Regions from separate parts of the Mus musculus genome. Here regions 1 and 3 are each linked to region 2. A link is a contact called in public Hi-C and HiChIP or PLAC-seq data. All regions are on one chromosome and are shown on one strand. Each heading gives the region's core, a stretch centred on a gene start, on an enhancer-like site or on the middle of the called end of the contact. The rest is flanking DNA. Distances are from core to core; before and after follow the strand shown. Region 1 has its middle 26 kb from the start of Lats2. Region 2 has its middle 21 kb from the start of Zdhhc20. Region 3 overlaps Lats2 (large tumor suppressor 2).

Region 1 (4,019 bases), core at 1,338-3,837, 140 kb before region 2:
AACCAACCGTCTTCTGCTCCAAAGCTCACACAGTAGCATGAGCGCTCTCTCCACACCCGAATGAATGAATGAATGAATGAATGAATGAATAAACTTAAGTGGGGTGTGGTGGCTCGTTCCCTTAATCCAAGCACTCAGGAAGCAGAGGCAGGGGAATCTCTGAGTTTGAGACAGACCTGGACTACAGAGCGAGTTACAGATCAGCCAGGGCTACACAGAGATATCCTGTCTTGAAAAACCAATAAAACCACCACCACCACTATCATCATCACTGTTTTTATTTATTATTTTTTAATTAATTAATTTATTTATTATATGTAAGTACACTGTAGCTGTCTTCAGACGCACCAGAAGAGGGCATTAGATCTCATTCCGGGTGGTTGTGAGCCACCACGTGGTTGCTGGGATTTGAACTTCGGACTTTCGGAAGAGCAGTCGGGTGCTCTTACCCACTGAGCCATCTCACCAGCCCCACCACTGTTTTTAAAAGACTGGAAAAGGGCATATGAAAGGAAGTGAGATGGAGGTCAGATCTGGGAATTTGAGCTGGGTGTCCTAGTGCCACGTATTATCATTTGGATGCCGAATGTTCCCCTGAGGTCCACATGCTAAGTCCCATTGGTGGCACTACTCAGAAATGGTGGACTCTGTGGGAGGTAGAGACTAATAGGAGGTCCTTTGGGTCACTGGAGACCAAGACCCTGGCCTCCTTCTCTTTCTCTCTGCTTCCTGGTCCACAAGACATGAAGTTTGTCTCTGCCACAGGCCCCTGGTCTCTGCCATCCAGCGCTGCCCCCTGAAGTTCAGTGCCTGCGATTTCTGGTTTTGGGTGAAATACAACTGTGAGCTACAGAAACCCTTTGTCTAAGCTAACGAAACCAGTTTTGTTGTTTTGATGGAAAGCTGGCTGAGACACCTAAGAGCTCAGTTCTCTTCATCTTCTTTCTTAATAGGTTCATGGGGTCAGGTGGCAGGACAGGCTTCGGGAGCGGAAACTTTTATTTTTAATTGTGATCAGTCGACACGTTCAGAGATGACTGCTCTTGGCTTCCTTGTGGTGTTTTGTTGTTGGTAGTTTGGTTTGGTTTTAAGATTTTTTAAAAATTAGATTTATTCTGTTTGTGTGAATGTTTTGTCTACATGTATGTATGTATGTACATGTATGTGTGTGCGCATGTATGTGCATGTATGCATATACACGTATGTATGTACATGTGTGTATGTATATATATGCATGTACATGTATGTACATGTATGTATGTATGTATGTGTGTACATGTGTGTACATGTATGTGTATGTATGTATGTATGCTGCATGTGCTTGTTGCCCTTAAGTCAGAAGAGTGCATCAGAGCCTCTGGAACTGGAGTTGGGCTCAGGATGGATGAGGTCCCGGTGTAAATTCCTTAAAGGGTTTTTCTCATCATGGATTCAGAGACGCCCTGTGGAATGGCCAATCTGATAAATACCAGCTGCCATACGGTGTTTATTGCTATGACCGAAAGCAACCTGTGAAGGAAATGAGTTACTTCAGCTTATGCTTCCAGGTAACAGTTCATCGCTGAGGGAAGTCAGGGCAGGGCCTGGAGGCAGAAACTGATGCAGAAGTCATGGTAGAAGCTGCTTTCTGGTTTACTTCTCAGGGCTCGGCCTGCTTTCTTATACATACCTGGGACCAGCCCAGGGATGGCACCACGCACAATGGACTGAGTCATTCCATATCTTTCACCAACTAAGAAAATGTAACACAGGCTTGCCCGCAGGCCAGTCTGGTGGGGACATTTTCTCAGTTGAGGGTTCCTCTTTGCAAATGATTCTAGCTTGTGTCAACTTGACATAAAACTAGCCAGCACAGCATCTGATACAAATTAAAATTAAGCACAAAGCCTTTTTAAAAGATTTATATTTATGTGCATGAATGTTTGCCTGCATGTATATGTGTGTATCAGGAAAGCCCTGGTACCTTCAGAAGCCAGAAAGGGCTTTGGATTCCCTGGCACCGGAGTTACAGATAGTTGTAAGATGTCATGTGGGTGATGGCTACTGAATCCGGATCCCCTACAAGAGCAGCAACTACTCAAAGTATGTCTCTAGCCCGAGTGTGGAGCTTTGGATCTGCCTAACATCTCACAGCAAGGCAGTGGCCAAACAAGGTTCCAAGTTCGTATCTAACCTGCTGTCCCAAATCATTACATTGAAATTAATCAGACAAAGGATGTCAGCAAGACAGTGGAAAAGAAAGACCAGAATTCTTCCTCTCTTGGATATACACTTCCAACAATGCTAAATACACAGTTTTCTTTTCATGAGAAGTTCGAAACTAGGTGAGAGACTCCTGCACCCTGAACAAGTGCAGAACCACTTATAGAGAAGTAGTAGGAAAAGTCACGATATTCTGTGACCATAGTCACTACCCTCAGCGCAGCTCTGGCTCCATACAACAAGGAGACTGTAGCCCAGAGATTCTTCCTGGGAGAGGAGCGGGTTGGATTGCTTAGCACCTCTCCATTGTCTCAGCTTCTCCTGAGGATGGACTGTAACCTGTGAGCCAAATGAACCCTTTCCTCCCCAGACTGCTTGTGGTCATGGTGTTATCACAGTCACGGGAAGGACACTAAGGTACTTCCCCTTCATCACCAGGACAAGATGAGCATAATCACCCTGGCCACTCTATTCAACATCACAGGTTAGGTCACAGAACAAGTTTCAACCAACCTTAGAAGACAGAGATCCTACCAAGTACATATTTTAAACAAAACAGGATACAACTAGAAATCAACGGAAAGAAACTAGCAAGCTCCTGGAGGTGTGGAAATGATTGGGTGAAAGAGGAAGTCAAAAGGGAAACTACAAAACTAACCTCAAGATGAATAGAAATACAGATCAGACTAATGTAGTATAGCACAAACAATGCTAAGGAACGACTACAATGGTGTGGGCTGGTACCACAGACTTACCACAGACTGTACACTCAACATGCTAGAATGATCAGCCAAGGAAGAGGGGTCTTGGAAGGAAATAATGACTCCAGAAGAAATATGGGTATGGGGCTGAAGAGATGACTCAGTGGTTATGAGCACTGACTACTCTTCCCTCCCCCCACCCCCGAGACAGGGTTTCTCTGTGTAGCCCTGGCTGTCCTGGAACTCACTCAGTAGACCAGGCTGGCCTCGAACTCAGAAATCCGCCTGTGTCTACCTCCCAAATGCTGGGATTAAAGGCGTGCACCACCACTGCCCAGCTGAGCACTGACTACTCTTAAGGAGGTCCTGAGTTCAATTCTCAACAACCACATGGTGGCTCACAACCATCTGTAATGAGATCAGATGCCCTCTTCTGGTGTGTCTGAAGACAGTGACAGTGTACTCATACATAAAATAAAGAAAAAGAAAAAAAAAGACAAAAGAAAAAGAATAGAAGTAATACAAAATTGACAATCACCAGGAACAAGTCAACAGAGCTAAGAGGTTCTGGAAAGGGAAAGCTGGCTAGACTTTTGCTAGACTAAGTAAGATAAAAAGAGCACACACTCTAATAACCAAAGCCTCATATGAAAGTGGAGGTGGTGTAGCCAATACCACAGAAAAAAAAATTGTAAAAACATTCTATAAGTAGTTTACACCAGTGCTAGATAACTTCAGGAGAAAAGGGGGAATTTCAACAGATGCAGTTTTCTAAGACAGAACCAGAAAGAAATAAAATATCTGAACAGGTCTATAATTAATAAAGAGGTTGAATTGGTAATAAAACACCCACAACAGCAACAAAAACCCAGAAGCAGATGTCTTGTCTGGTGAATTCTGACAGGTTTATTATTTTTTAGTTTATTTATTTTTTATTTTTATGTGCATATATGAGCTTGCATGACATGCATACTTGAGCCCAGGGAGGCCAGTGAAGGGCATCTGATCCTCTGAAACTGGAGTTGTGAGTGGGTTAAGCCACTGTGCTGGTCCTGGAAACTGAACTTGGGTCCTTTGGCAGAGCAGCCTATGTGGCTAACCACAAAGCCATCTCTC
Region 2 (4,356 bases), core at 751-3,250:
TTGGAAATGACTAGGGGGCATGGTCTTATTAAACTAAGTGTGTTGCTAGGGTCTGGCTTTGAGGTTCAAAAGCTAGCCCATTCTGAATGTTTTCTTTCTCCCTTCTTCATGGTTGTGTCTCAAGATGAGAGCTCTCAGCTACTGTTCCAATGCCATGCCTGCCTGCCTGCTGCCGTGCTTCACACCACGGTGGTCATAAGCTCTAACCCTATGGCAGTTTAAGCCCCAAATAAGCGTTTCTCTTTGCAATTTGCCTTGGTGATGGTGTCTTATCACAGAAATAGAAGAGTAACTAAGACAGTCCTCCCTCTAGATAGGCATCTATTTTTATTTCCTGGCTCAGGGTCATTTTATCATACTCCACATTAAGTATTGTAACAGCAGAGCTGGAGAGAGGGCTCATTGGTTAAGGGCACTGGCTGTTCTTCCAGAGGACCTGGGTTCAATTTTCAGCACCCATACTGCAGCTCACAGCTGTCTGTAACTCCAGAATCCAACACAGACGCACACGCAGGCAAAACACCGGTGCACATACAATAAATAAATTAATTTAAAAAGCATAACAGAAAATTTGATTAAAGAAAAAGAAGTGTTTGAAATAGGTATTAGGGAATTTTAACCAGAGAGAGCACTGGAGTAACACAGAGAAATCCCTGCTGGAAGCAACTATCATGTTCACGGCCTGAGCATAAAGGCAAGAGGTTGGAGTTATTGTAGTCTAGAGGCTTGAAGGAACAGTCAGTCCTACGCGATTAGGAAAGGATGCCCAGAGGAAAAGGCTAGTGGGGCTTCGGAGAGCACAAACAATGGAGTTGGTTCTAGGCTTGCCAAAAAAAAAAAAAAAAAAAAAAAAAAAAAAAAAAAGCAGCCAGAGACTGGTACTGCAGGGATGATGCAGGGATGCAGGCCGAGACTGGAGATATCACAGGGCTTGTTTTCCAACCCCAGGCTTGAAGCCTCCCTTGTACTGCTCACTGTGGGCAGAGGTCAGGATGCTGCCAGCCAGCAGGTAAAGGCAACCAGCATCCCCAGGTCGCTGCCTAGCATCATAGAGCCCAGTGTGTATGGAAAAAGGAGGCTGGAACAGTGAGACAATCCCTTTTCCATCTGCAGGATCCTGCAACTTAATTTATACACTGTCTTAATTAGGGTTTCTATTGCTGCAATGAAACACCATGACCAAAAGCAAGCTGGGGAGGAAAGGGTTTATTCAGCTTATACTTCCACACTGCTGTTCGTCACCAAAGGATGTCAGGTTTGGAACTCAGACAGGGCAGGAACCTGGAGGCAGGAGCTGATGCAGAGGCCATGGAGGGTTCTGCTTACTGACTTCTCAGTCTGCTTTCTTATAGAACCCAGGATCACCTGCCCAGGGACAGCACCACACACATGGGCCTGATACTCCTCCATGATCATTAATTGACAAAACACCCTTAAAGCTGGATCTTAAGGAGGCATTTTCTCAATTGCGGCTCCCTTCTTTCAGGTGACTCAAGCTTGTGTCAAGTTAACAGAAGACTAGCCCAGCATACCCTCTCACACTTGAAGTGGTCGCCAAGAATTCAATCATATAATCTACTTATCCCTCTTCATGGTGCTGGATATTTATGTGATTTCCAGATTTTAGTCTCTGAAATGATGCTGTAATGATAGTTGATAAAATTATGACTCAATATATTTGAGGAGAAAATAGTCATAGTTTGTCTTTTTCTGGGCCTTAGAATTAGTGTTTTTCTCACCATCAAATACTTCTCACAAATCCTCTGCAAACCCGAATGCTGTAAGCAAAAAAACGTCATCTCTCACTTCACTCTCGTGGAAGGAGGATCGATTCCACCAAAACAAAGGCACACCGCCATCAGAAAAGCTCTGGTGGTGAAGACTCGGAAGGAACTGCCCCGGGCTTCATTTCCTTCCTCTTCAAATACAGCCCGTCGCCAACCAGCGGGCAGCAGGCGCAGTCTTCTGAATACTCACCAGGGCGTGGCAGTTCATGCTGCCTGCAGTGTTTTCTTTCAGACTGGCCTTTGAGACAGTCCTTGCCTTGCTCCTACCTTCTTCCGTGCGGGTGCCTGGGCATGGTTTTGGGATGCAAGGGCGCCATCTTGTGGGACTTTCGTGTTGAATTCTATTTCTTTGAAAGCGTCCGCACTGAGACTGCGATCACTTTTCTCTTTTTGTCTCAATTATCCTACGGTGCTGACGAGGTTGTACTGTGTCACGCTCTCTCTCTTTTTTTTTCGAGACAGGGTTTCTCTGTATAGCCCTGGCTGTCCTGGAACCCACTCTGCAGACCAGGCTGGCCTCGAACTCAGAAATCCGCCAGAGTGCTGGAATTAAAGGCGTGCGCCACCAACGCCCGGCTGAGGTTGTACTGTCAATTTGAACTCCACATTTTGAGAACATGTATTCTTTCTTATGATGATTCTTAATGTGCCTACATTAAAAAGTAATTTAAATTAAGATTTTATTTATGTATTTATTTTTACTTATTTATGGGTGCGAGGGCCATGTGGAGATTACAAGGCAACTTTTGGGAGTCAAGTTCTTTCTTTCCAATATGTGGGTCCCGAGGACTGAAATCAGGTCATCAGCCTTGACAGCAAGTGCCTTTAGTCACTGAACTATCTCATAGGCTCTTGAAGTTTTATTTATTGGAGACAGGGTTTCTTTATGTAGCCCTGGCTGTCTTGGAGCTCTCTATGTAGGCCAGGATGGCCTTGAACTCAAAGAGATCCATAGTGCACATGTATGTGGCAGTCAGAGGACAACTTGTAGGACCGTATTCTATCCTCCCACCAGGTGGGTTCCAGGGCTTGAACTCAGATGGTCAGGCTTGGTGGCAAGCACCTTTATCTGCTGGGCCACGTCAGTAGCTCTAGTTGCTGATTTACATAAACTGTGGTCGGTCTAGGTCTCACCCCCTGCGTCTTCAGCTTACTACATGGACTTATATTCCTGCTGTTCAGTTCTAACTCAGTGCCATCTTCCTTGGCACAATTTATTTCTTTAGTGGTGGACACTGGTGCAGGCAGTCCTGACAGGAAGCCCTTGGAGCCACCCTCTGACCGTTAGCATGTTTCTCTGGGGACATTTGGCCAGGAGGCAGGCTTGCTCTAAGTTTCCTTAAGATTGTCAGTGTGTAGCCAGCAGACACAGGGATCTTGTTTCCTGAGTCCATGCTAACACTCCTAGATCACATCCTACTTTTTGCCAATCTGGTAAGTATGGGTTGGTGTCTTGTCTTAATTTGTATACTGCTCAGAGCTTTCTTGGGGACTCAGGCCAATCTTTGTGCTCTCTCCCCTCTCAAGGTGAATGCAGTCATCAGCTGCTTCTTCCCTCTTCTCCCTCCTTCTGCTCCTCCCCTCCTTCTGCTCCTCCCCTCCTTCTGCTCCTTCCCCTCTTTCTGTCCCTCCCCCTCCTTCTGCTCCTCCCCTCCTTCTGCTCCTCCCCCTCCTTCTGCTCCTCCCCCTCCTTCTGCTCCTCCCCTCCTTCTGCTCCTCCCCTCCTTCTGCTCCTTCCCCTCTTTCTGTCCCTCCCCCTCCTTCTGCTCCTCCCCTCCTTCTGCTCCTCCCCCTCCTTCTGCTCCTCCCCTCCTTCTGCTCCTCCCCCTCTTTCTGCTCCTCCCCCTCCTTCTACTCCTCCCCTCCTTCTGCTCCTCCCCTCCTTCTGCTCCTTCCCCTCCTTCTGCTCCTCCCCCTCCTTCTGCTCCTCCCCCTTCTTCTGCTCCTCCCCTCCTTCTGCTCCTCCCCTCCTTCTGCTCCTCCCCCTCCTTCTGCTCCTCCCCTCCTTCTGCTCCTCCCCTCCTTCTGCTCCTCCCTCTCCTTCTGCTCTTTCCCCTCCTTCTGCTCCTCCCCTCCTTCTGCTCCTCCCCCTCCTTTTGCTCCTCCCGTTTCTATCCCCCCCCACCATTCCCTCTGCTTCTCCTTGTTTCTCCCCTCCCTTTTCCTTTCCCACATAGAATCTCACTTTTGCCCAGGTGTGCCTCAAACCCTTGAACACAAGTGTATCTTCCCCCCAGCTTCCCACATAGCTGGAGTTATAGAAGCCTCTGACTGTGCCCAGCCTCTTTGCTTGTTTTTCTACCAAGTTGTTACATATTCTAAAGGTCAGTCCCCCAAGAGTGTTTCAGAAATGTTAATTTATCTGGGGAACACTTCCAATAGAATTGTGCCTGAACTCCTGGTTACATGTTATTTTATTATTATTATTATTTGTTTTTTTTTTTTTTTTTTTTTTTTTTTTTTTTTTGAGACAGGGTTTCTCTGTGTAGCCCTGGCTGTCCTGGAACTCACTTTGTAGACCAGGCTGGACTCAAACTCAGAAATTCCCCTGCTTCCGCCTCCCAAGTGC
Region 3 (4,403 bases), core at 1,561-4,060, 200 kb before region 2:
CAGCTGCAAGCAGGAAGTCCTCAGCTCTAACAGCTCCAGGTGACACCAACTCACCTGAGAAGACACAGAAGTCTCACCCACTGGGATCTACCTCCTTTCTTATCTGTCTAACCAGATATCCCTCCTTCAAGGCCTCAGATATTCTATAAACTAATGTGTGTGACTCACCAAAACAAGCCCTCTACCCCAAGAAAAAGCCCCAAAGGAAACATACGAAATCTACAGAGTGAGTGATCATGTACCTTACTTTCAGTGGAAGTAACTCTTTTTTTTTTTTTAAGGGGGGGGGGGGCAGAATCTTCATTCAGGCACAGAGACCAGCAGGAAGCCTTTTGCAGCCAGCACTGGAGAGCTGGAGAGGTGCATCCCAGGCACAGGGAACACAGATCTATAGAAAAGGAGAGCACAGGAAAGTTCTAGAAACCACCTGCCAAGTACTCAGACACCAGGCTTTCCTACCAGAGAAAACCTAACAACAAATTAGGGAGAGAGCACCAGAGGCAGAGCCCAGCCTGTGGGTGGGGTTGGGCCAGGCAGGAGGCAGGGGGTGGGTGGATCTGCAAGCTTCATCCTAAGAGATGTTAAGGGACTGACTGACAGAGCACCGGGAAGGACACACCCTGACCCATGGTGGGTTCTCAAGAGCAGAGAGGCAGGCAGAGCCTACTCCTAGCAGAGACAGGTAAATAAATGGCTTTTTAAATAATGAGCCTGGGGCAGTGAGATGGCTCTGCGGGCAGATATGCTAGTGCAAAGACCTGACGACCAGAGTCTAATCCCCACAAGGCATCAAGAGAGACCAACTCCTAAGAGTTGTCCTGACCTGTGCATGTGCACTGTGACATGCTATGCACTGTGACATGAGCCCAAACTGATGCGTATAAACACAGAATATGAAAGCATTGAAGTTAAAGGGGCCTAAGAGTGATGGATTGTGATGGATGCATGTGAACCAGGATGAAGAGAACCTCTTACAAAATAACGATCATCACGTGTAGGTCCGCCTACACATTTCCTCACGGCAACAGCCACCACTATTTGAATCAGGGCCTCTAGTTTTTCATCCAAAGTACACTGAGGACTTTCATATGTGGAGAAAGAACATAAGCTCAGGGACAGGGATTCCTGGGTGGGGAGACGAGATGAGACTGTCCTGAGAGTTCTGTATTAGCTCTATGTTCAGGAAATAAGGCTTAGTAAATAAAGGCACCATTAGCACCCCTCCACTGCACACACAAGTAGTCTCTGCTGCTGTTGGAACTCTAGTCCCTTCTCACCCGTCCCCTGTCCTGACCCATCCCCTTAAAAGCCATCCAGCACCCATGCCATACCCTACACTATGTGTAATTCCCCTTAGTTGCCACTCCTTGTCCACCTGAGTATGGCTAACACCTTTGTGACTACGAGGTAAATCCCCTTGGAATGTACAAATAGACACCAAACTTCCTGTAATCCAAAGGCTAAGAATGCTCAGATGGCATCTAAGGTCAATGGCTGAGATCTTCCTGCTCTGCCCACCTAATGTTTCCTTGGTTTGTGACTTTATTTATTTGGTTCCCATAAACCTTCAAGCCAGCATTATCAAGCTGCACATGTGTTTGGAGGAGCCTAACTCTCTGCTCAGGGCCATGGCCACTCTGGTTCTGGCTCCAGAACACATGGTTTTTACTTCTTTGAGGTGAGAGCTGTGCTTCTGTATCTTCAACTAAAACGAACAACCTCACCACTCTGTGGAGAGTTATCCAGGAGGGCAGAGGTGAGCAGCTGTACTATCAGGCTGGTGCGACACCAAAGTAGGCTTACCACTGTATCCAGCTGCCATGGTCTGTCCACACCCTGAACTACAGGTCCATATGAGTCTCCTGAGACTCTGCTGGGGCCTCCTCTGGTCAGTCCCAACAAACCAACCAAACTCTTGGTCTAGCTCGTGTTGCTTTAGACAATTAGGGTCTCTCCCATTGGGTGGCAGCACCCCTCAGAATGACTCGAGACCAAGGCATGCTTAGACCTAGGAACTGAGCAAAGCACTCAGGAAGCAAAGGCAGGCAGATCTCTGTGAGTTCAAAGCCAGACTGATCTACAGAACTAGTTCCAGGACAGCCACAGCTACCCGGAGAAGCCTGGTCTTGAAGAACCACCACCACCACCACCACCACCACCACCACCACCAAAAACAACAACAACAACAACAACAACAATAAGAACCAGGAGCTGTGAGCATGGTCCCTGTGCTCTGTACTCTGAATTGTGGACATTTATCTTTCCAAGCCAAGAGACGGAACCTCAGCCTGACTAGTTGTTTTCTAGGCTCACACAGGTAAAGTCTGAATGGGGGCTGGAGCTGAGTGAGAGAACACCTGCCCCAGCAAGTACAGGGCCCTAGATTCAATCCCAGGACCTAACAGACAAAACCCACATAGTCCAAGAAATTGCATGTTGTTAGTAAACACGAAACTTCATTTCACAAAACAGGAGCGATGCCTGTGAGCGGCCATCACACTGGCAAATATTCAGGATGCCGGCGAGCAGCAGCAAGGCTAGGGCTCACACAGACACAATGGAAAAAGGAGAACTGGCCCCAAATTAAAGATACGCAAAATAAACCCCACAGCCCAAGATAACATGGCCACTCTTGGTGACTGCCTCACACAAGCAGAGACAGACTGTGTACCTCTCCTGTCTACAATGGAAACTTGTCCACTTAAATGTTCTTCAGTGTGACAACTGAAGAAGGGAAGTGGTGTAAGTGTCACCACAGTTCATCACAGTGGTGCAAGTGTCACCACAGCTCATCAGCTGCGTTGGCCACACCCATCATTACAGAATAATTGCTACCACACAATGAAGAAAGTTGTACAAAGTCCTACTGTACAAAGTAGGTGTGGTTTGTCTCTGTAATAGCAAGCCAAAGCACAAGATGGGTGAACAGCCTTGATAAGAAGTGGGCATGAGAAGGGCTGTGAAGAGCACAGCTCTGTAACACATGCCACAGAGCACTTCTTTTTAAGGTCTTTGAGAGGTGGCTCAGTGGTTAGGAGCATTGACTGCTCTTGGCTGCTCGTGGAGAGGACTTCCATTTGATTCCCAGCACCCATCTGGAGGCTCAACTGTCTGTAACTCAGTTCCAGAAGATCTGCTCTCAGTAGCAGGATCTGATGGACTCTGCAGGCACACAGGTGATGCACATACACGCAGGCAAAACACCCACAAACACCAACCATCCAACCAATCAACCAAACAAACAAATCCCAGCACTCCTTCTAGCAAAGCAAGGTGTAGAGACAAGACTTGACATTCCAGCCCAGGGGAGAACAGACCACTGACCCGGGGCCAGAATGACCCGGGGCCAGCATGTTTCAGGACAGTGAGCAGACACAACAACAACAACAACAACAACAACAACAACAACGCAGATGAGGCCTGAGGGACAACTAAGCTGTCCTCTGGCTTCCACATGCATAGGTTTACATACGCACACATGCACGCACACGTGAGATGTTCTGTTACTCTTACTGCTTTCATAAACACTGGCAAAGTCACTGTCGTCGGTCAGCACCAGCTGGGTCCTTCAGTGACAGTAAAAACCTGGGCCAGAAACTGAGTTTACAGCCACTGTCAGTTACAAGTTGGAAGGAGGGAGGGAGAAAGAAGGGAGGGTGCCAGCCACTGCAGTGCCCCTCTGCTCAGCTCACGTCTGCACGGTCAGCTCCAAGAGGTCGGTAGGCAAGACTGCTCCCCTGGCTCAGCATCATGAAGGACTTTACTCCTGGGCCTGCTCTGCTGCCACCCTCTCCTCTAAGGAGTTCTGCAGAAACTGCTCTTGCAATCTACATGACATTTTTCTTCTCACAAATGATCTCTAAGGACTTATGCTTATCTTAAATGCAATTCAAGACAGTTACTTTAAAAACAAAAACAAAAAAAAACTCGAGTTCTGCTTAGAGATAAAAAAAAAATTGCCAGCAATCCAGAGTCTTTGACAAGCAAAGTTCTTTAAAACACTTGAAATAGGAACACCACACATCACTGGGCTTCTAGAAAGCTTTTGTAAAATTATCATTAAAAATTTGTCAGTGGCTGTGTGGCAGTTCCACAGAGATCCACACTGGTGAAGCATCAAGCAGGCCAGACCCGGGAGGCTCTCTGCCTCTTGACTCTTAGCTACTTTTTGAAGCATCCGCTCCTTTTCACAAGCCCCAGTCAGCATGCGCCAGCTCTGGCTCAGTCCCTATATCTCCTACTGGCCTGTTCCAAGGGCTTAGACACACAGGAAAGCTGCACTTTCTCCTAACAGGGCATTGTGAGGGTATATCTTGTTTGTTTTGGTGTGCGTGTGTGCGTGCGTGTGTGTGTGTGCGCGTGCGCGTGCGCGTGCGTGTGTAGAGGACAGGGATCCTGGGCAT

The links. A called contact is a pair of places that touch in the nucleus more often than the background predicts. HiChIP or PLAC-seq counts read pairs in DNA pulled down with a chosen protein or histone mark.
Region 1: a contact with region 2 is called in an H3K4me3 HiChIP or PLAC-seq map of bone marrow-derived macrophages, with 2.8 times the contacts expected there. The contact joins two enhancer-like sites. A contact is called at or near these places in 8 of 39 promoter capture datasets (the C10 cell line, the HPC-7 cell line, hematopoietic stem and progenitor cells and 4 more), 1 of 484 Hi-C or Micro-C datasets (CD4 T cells), 7 of 115 datasets of contacts at active chromatin or transcription factors (the HPC-7 cell line, bone marrow-derived macrophages, effector CD8 T cells and 2 more) and 4 of 9 other capture datasets (adipose tissue, embryonic stem cells, liver and 1 more).
Region 3: a contact with region 2 is called in a Hi-C map of effector CD8 T cells, with 2.5 times the contacts expected there. The contact joins two enhancer-like sites. A contact is called at or near these places in 2 of 15 datasets of contacts at CTCF or cohesin (embryonic stem cells and large pre-B cells), 17 of 484 Hi-C or Micro-C datasets (the AML12 cell line, the G1E-ER4 cell line, bone marrow-derived macrophages and 5 more), 14 of 115 datasets of contacts at active chromatin or transcription factors (bone marrow-derived macrophages, effector CD8 T cells, embryonic basal ganglia and 5 more) and 5 of 9 other capture datasets (adipose tissue, embryonic stem cells, liver and 2 more).

What each region holds. Positions count from the first base shown.
Region 1 is chr14:57,769,779-57,773,797 of GRCm38.p6, forward strand. No RefSeq gene overlaps it. Among named protein-coding and RNA genes, the nearest start is that of Lats2, 26 kb to the left of the region's middle. Within about 2 kb of position 2,588, at least 78 of the 459 cell types and tissues checked have an H3K27ac peak or open chromatin away from gene starts, as enhancers often do. A contact at or near this core is called in the HPC-7 cell line, bone marrow-derived macrophages, effector CD8 T cells and 3 more, where this site is marked.
Region 2 is chr14:57,908,676-57,913,031 of GRCm38.p6, forward strand. No RefSeq gene overlaps it. Among named protein-coding and RNA genes, the nearest start is that of Zdhhc20, 21 kb to the left of the region's middle. Within about 2 kb of position 2,001, at least 286 of the 459 cell types and tissues checked have an H3K27ac peak or open chromatin away from gene starts, as enhancers often do. A contact at or near this core is called in the HPC-7 cell line, bone marrow-derived macrophages, effector CD8 T cells and 4 more, where this site is marked.
Region 3 is chr14:57,710,256-57,714,658 of GRCm38.p6, forward strand. All of the region lies in intron 2 of Lats2 (large tumor suppressor 2), which reads right to left. Among named protein-coding and RNA genes, the nearest start is that of Gm26440, 15 kb to the left of the region's middle. Within about 2 kb of position 2,811, at least 63 of the 459 cell types and tissues checked have an H3K27ac peak or open chromatin away from gene starts, as enhancers often do. A contact at or near this core is called in effector CD8 T cells and regulatory T cells, where this site is marked.